Linked DNA regions of Mus musculus: region 1 is linked to region 2. Evidence: chromatin contacts called from public Hi-C data. All regions are on one chromosome and are shown on one strand. Each heading gives the region's core, a stretch centred on a gene start, on an enhancer-like site or on the middle of the called end of the contact. The rest is flanking DNA. Distances are from core to core; before and after follow the strand shown. Region 1 holds the start of Hinfp (histone H4 transcription factor). Region 2 overlaps Cbl (Casitas B-lineage lymphoma).

Region 1 (2,700 bases), core at 121-2,620, 110 kb before region 2:
GCAATTTTAAATTCTGAATTTCCTTCACTGGATTGTGTGACTGTGACTGGTTTATAAAAACGAAGAAATAGGCGCAACTGGTCTTTCTCACTGGGTAGTGTAGACTGCACAGTAGTAAGCACAAATACAATATATCATAATAAGAAGAGTCAATTCTCAGGCAAAGGACCGTCTCCATTGAAAACACAAGAATGGCTAGTTACGTAATGGGAAGTGGGAAGGGGAGACTTTCAGGGGAAAACAAGTGGACACATGGGAAGTAAAAGGAGGCACAGTGTGGTGGGGAAACTGAAATTTGTGTCTGAGGTGCAGGAAATGAGGTCCAAGACGCAAGATAGGATTTGAGGTAGGCAGCACCCAGATGCTGGCGTTTGGAAATTCTCCATTTGGTTTGGGGCCATTGTACTGAAGGCAACAGAACGCCTTTGAATATTTTACACAGAATTCTGACTTGATCGAGTCTGGTTTTGTTAAAGATCACTTTGCTGGGCTCTGTGAAGGATGTCTTGTAGAGAAATTAAGCACTGGGGCATGTTAAATGAGTGTGGAGTTCTGGAATGGGTGTCATTCGTCGAACAGAATGGAAGTGAAGATAGAGGAATATGGATGATCACGTGTTAAAGAAAGTAGACTTCGGCCGGGCGTGGTGGTGCACGCCTTTAATCCCAGCACTTGGGAGGCAGAGGCAGGCAGATTTCTGAGTTCCAGGACAGCCAGGGCTACACAGAGAAACCCTGTCTCGAAAAAACCAAAAAAAAAAAAAAAAAAAGAAAAAAGAAAAAAAAAAAAAGTAGACTCCGGGGCTGGTGTGTGTGTGTCTGTTGGTAGAGCATTTGTCTAGCAAGCAGAAACCCTTGAATGAATCCCCCAGTATCCCTTAAACTTGGTGAGGTGGCGCACTTAGGCAGGTGGGTCTCTGTGAGTCCAAGGTCAACCTGGGGTACGGTACATAAAACAGAGAAGACTTAAGAAAATCAAAGATGAAGGTGGTGCCCCAGTGTAGGCGAACTACCTAGACAACTAACCGAACTACAAACACCGTGAGGAAGATGACAGACAAGGCCGGCCAAACTAGGCGCATGCCCAGTGGGTGGTCGGCGCGAGTTTGCGCAGTAGTGGGAATTCAAGCCTCAAAGCTTCCCGCCTGCGCACAGTCGGGAGCAGGCCCAACCCACTTTTGAAGGTGACGCGAACTTCAGCCACATCCGGTCGTCCCTCACTCTCCCCCTTGGGACTCGGAGCCCTCTCCGGGACGATTCCCGCCTCTTCCGTGTTTTGGTGCGCACGGGCTCTGACAGACGCAGCGGCCATTGGCTGTCGGTCGACTCGAGAGCGGCGATTGGCTGTCGCTGGTCGTCGCTCAAACGCCTCGGGGTAGATGGTGTGAGGTGGGTGGGGCGCTGGGCAAACCAGCGGCGCTGGCAGGTGAGTGGAGGCTTGCGGCTCCCGTACCTTGGCGGCTAAAGCGGCTCTCTCCGGAGCCTGCGGAAGGCCGGGCTTCCTGGAGCCGCTCGGTGTGGCGTCCGTGCCGGCCCTTAGCCTCCGCGCCCTCGGGCTAGGGGGTCTCTGCGGCTGGACTCCCTCGGCACCACGCTTGACGCCGGGGATCCCGGGAAGCTCTCCCGGATGGGCTACTTCCTCTGAGTTCTAGCTACCTATCCTCCGGCCTCAGCGCCCAGGCGAGGCTGCCCACCGGCCTTTTCGTGTCCCGATCTCCCTGGTCCTGCGCCTTGGATTGGTTGCGGGGTTCAGCCGTCAGATCCTGGTCTGTGAGTCCTTGTTTAGGACCTGGGCCTTTCTTCTGGATTGTGGCTCAGAGTTCATTGGTGCCTGGCGATAGAGTATATACTCTCCTGATAATTGTTGATGGGATGGTTTTGTACTTTGACTAGTGATGAAATGTCAGGTAAGGATCCTGGGGGGGTTGGATGCTTCTCCATCCCCTAATTAACACTCAGAAACAAGGCTAGATGTAGCAAACCCTTAGTGAGCCTCAGTAGTGCATTAGGCCCATATGGCTTAAGTAATTTAAGATCACAAAACTAAGGAGTTTCGTTTTATTTTCCTTCTCCATCCTTCTGACTTCCTCTTCAGACAGATACACCCTTAGACATAATGTGATGTCCGTGGTGGCTTTCTTTTTTGTGAGACCATCTTAACTTTGTGGCTCTGGCTGTCCTGAAATTCTCAAGAGATCCTGTCTCAAAGACTGGCAACGCCACCCTGTTCCCCACCACTTGATTAGTGGTGTGAGCATATGTGAGTGAATGGTGGTGGTGGGGTTCCTGGGGTCATATTCAGGTTGTCAGGCTAGTGTGACAAGAGCTGCTTTCCCCCACTGAGCCATCTCACTTCTGCAGAATTGTCCCTTTAATGTCCCTCCTAGAAATTTTGCATCAACCTTTCACTTTGTTCTCGTTCTTTTAAACTACATACTTATTATATACTTTTGTTTTGTTTTGTTTTTAGAGACAGGGTTTGTCTGTGTAGCCCTGGCTGTCCTGGAACTCACTTTGTAGACCAGGCTAGCCTTAAACTCAGAAATCCGCCTGCCTCTGCCTCCCGAGTGCTGGGATTAAAGGCGTGCACCACCACGCCCAGCTTATTATATTCTTAAAAATGTTTAGTAAAGTATAGACACTGGAGTGTAAACAGGGCTCCTTCAGTCAAATGGAATCTACATTTTAACGTTAAAGGAGT
Region 2 (2,700 bases), core at 135-2,634:
AGTGTTCATGACAAGTAGACGTGGGATACACTCCACATTTATCAGCAGATAAATGGACAAACGAAATGTTGGTGTACAGTTGCAGTTGCCTGGTGTGTACCCAAGCTTCTGAATTCAGTAGGCATTCACCGAGATTCTGGAGCATAGCATTCACTGCAGGACTGCCATAGCTAAGTTAGGGAACGAGCTGAGGTGTCCAACAACAGGAAATAACAAAAGTGTGCCATTTGTACAGTGAAACCTTTTCAGCCATAAAGGAAAATGAAATTCTGTCATTTCAAGAAAAATGAATGCAAATGAAGGCAGTATTAGTCATAAGTGAGTTAAGCCAATCACAGAAAGCCATATGTATATCATTGTTTTCTCTTGTTTATGATTTCTAGATTTTTCTATAGTCAACATAAAGTCATGCACACAGATATTAAGTGACAAAGTAAAACTGTCTAGGGAAGTGGTGGGGACTAGTAGGGCTGAGAAAAAGGAGGGTGTGAGTATGGGGAGGGGATATGTTTAACATATTGTATAGAACTCTAGGAAAATTAAATTTGTATTATTCTGTATGCACACACACCTCAGCAGTTGGTTCTTTCCTACCTTGTGGGGTCCAGAAATCTGAGGTCAAACTCAGGTCTTGTGCACAGGCATCTCTGTCCAAGCCATCTCACTGGCCAGGTAAGTTTCAATACTCACCTGTAAGAAGGGGTAGAATGCACATACAAGCTACAGCACAGATTAATTGTGAAGACAGTTTGCTGATTGAAATAAGCCAGATCTAAAAGGACGTTTTATGATTTTACTTATGAGGTATTTAGACTGTGCAAATTTATAAAGACAGGTATAATAGAGTATTGGGAACTAAAAGGAGGGGAGAGGTGGTTACTGCTCAATGGTCATATAGCCAGAATAGATGAGTTCTAGAAATGGTAGCATTGAGGCACGTTCCTGAAATTCTGCTGTGCTGAGACAGGAATATCACTGCAGGTTCAAAGCCAGTGTGTGCTGCAAGGCTAGGGCCTATCTTAACAAACCAACTATTGCCATCATTGTAGCACCCACCTGCAGTCTCAGCTCTCAGGAAGACCAGAGACACTGAAGGTCATTCTCTACTGGATGGAAAGTTTTAGCCCGCCCTGGGATACATCATAACATGATGCTCTGTCTCAAAAAGATAAGAATGGGGTATATGGTCAAATGCATATATACAGGTGTAAAATGTATCAAGAGTAAGCACTATTGAAGAAAAAGGGAATGTAAATAAATCTGGAAATGGATAGTGGTTATGGTTATATGATATTGTTGATGTTGTGTGCTAGAAATGGCTTAAGTGATCTTAAGAAAAAAATGCCTTTTTAAAAAAGCTTGCATCACTGTTGCATTGCGTAAGTACTTTCCTAAGGTTGGCCATATTGCAACAGAACTTGGTGTTCTTCTCATTGTGTCACACAGAATGTCTAAAGAAACAAAGCACTTCACTGTGGATCTAACAGGAGTAATTATTAAAGACGTCTGCTTCAATAAAGGAGATTCAGAAAGTGTGTGTGTGTGTGTGTGTGTGTGTGTGTGTGTGTAATGTGTATGTGTGGGTACAAGTGCCGTGGCTCATGTAATTTGAGTAAGCTGTAGGCATTGAACTTGTGTTGTCAAGGTTTAAGACGAGTACCTTTAATCACTGAGCCATATTGTAAGACTCTGTTAAGGGAATTCTTAAAGTGCAAGCAAACAGTATTTGGTTTTACGAATACAGCTGTGCCAGGCGTGGTGGCGCACGCCTTTAATCCCAGTGCTCGGGAGGCAAAGGGCAGGCGGATTTCTGAGTTCGAGGCCAGCCTGGTCTACAGAGTGAGTTCCAGGACAGCCAGGGCTACACAGAGAAACCCTGTCTCGAAAAACAAACAAACAAACAAACAAAAAAGAATACAGCTGTATTTTGACTGCATAAATAGTTTGGTGTGTTGTCTTGATTGTGTCTGGAATCGGCAGTCTTGTCCACTGTTTCCTGGGCCATGAATGCGAATGTCACTAGAGTGGAAAAAGGCATGTTGTGTGTAACATTTTACGGAGGTAATTTTAGTATTTCAGACTGTCTGAAAGGGCCCTGAGAACTATTGTATTCATCTATTTCTAAATTAATTTATTATAAGTTTGCACATGTCATGACACACATGTGGAGGTGAGAAGGGCAGCACCGATCTGTCTCCTTAGCCCGAAGCATAGCTTTGTAATAATGTTAACATTCTGTGGGAGCTTCCTCGAGTGCTGTTGAGATGCCAGTTTCTGTCACACTTGGGAAAGCTCCTGTCACTGTTTCTGTCTCTCCCATTTCTCCTTCAGGAGACTGCTTAATGTTCCATTGGCCACTACGACTACATCGATCCCCTCCCCAGTATTTTAATTTAGAAAGTTTCTACTACTCTCTTCAGCTTATTGTTGTTTTCTACTAAAGCACTGGTTCCCAACCTGTGGGTCTCCGCCCTTTCACAAGGGTCACATATCAGATATTTACATTATGGATCATAACACTATCAAAATTACAATTATGAAGTAGCAAGAAAATAATCTTAAGGTTGGGAGTTTCCACAGCAGGATGAACTGTATTAAAGAGTCACAGCATTAAGGAGGTTGAGAACCACTGCTCTAAAGTATTTGCTATTAATCTGCCCATTTAAATTTTCATTTCTGAGACTGGAGAGATGGCTTAGT

What was found. Hi-C and Micro-C count contacts between places; a contact is called where the count stands out from the background.
Region 1: a Hi-C map of bone marrow-derived macrophages shows a contact between it and region 2, with 41 read pairs. The contact joins the promoter of Hinfp here to the enhancer-like site in region 2. A contact is called at or near these places in 10 of 39 promoter capture datasets (3T3-L1-derived adipocytes, the C10 cell line, the HPC-7 cell line and 5 more), 4 of 484 Hi-C or Micro-C datasets (bone marrow-derived macrophages, embryonic stem cells, nephron progenitors and 1 more), 7 of 115 datasets of contacts at active chromatin or transcription factors (the 230-238 cell line, the SCID.adh cell line, bone marrow-derived macrophages and 2 more) and 3 of 9 other capture datasets (adipose tissue, liver and pancreatic islet).

The regions. Positions count from the first base shown.
Region 1 is chr9:44,304,341-44,307,040 of GRCm38.p6, reverse strand. Hinfp (histone H4 transcription factor) reads left to right here and starts at 1,370. Exons shown (of 10, transcript NM_172162.3): 1 at 1,370-1,425.
Region 2 is chr9:44,190,070-44,192,769 of GRCm38.p6, reverse strand. The region is part of intron 2 of Cbl (Casitas B-lineage lymphoma); the gene reads left to right. Among named protein-coding and RNA genes, the nearest start is that of Cbl, 43 kb to the left of the region's middle. Within about 2 kb of position 1,384, at least 17 of the 459 cell types and tissues checked have an H3K27ac peak or open chromatin away from gene starts, as enhancers often do. A contact at or near this core is called in 3T3-L1-derived adipocytes, adipose tissue and bone marrow-derived macrophages, where this site is marked.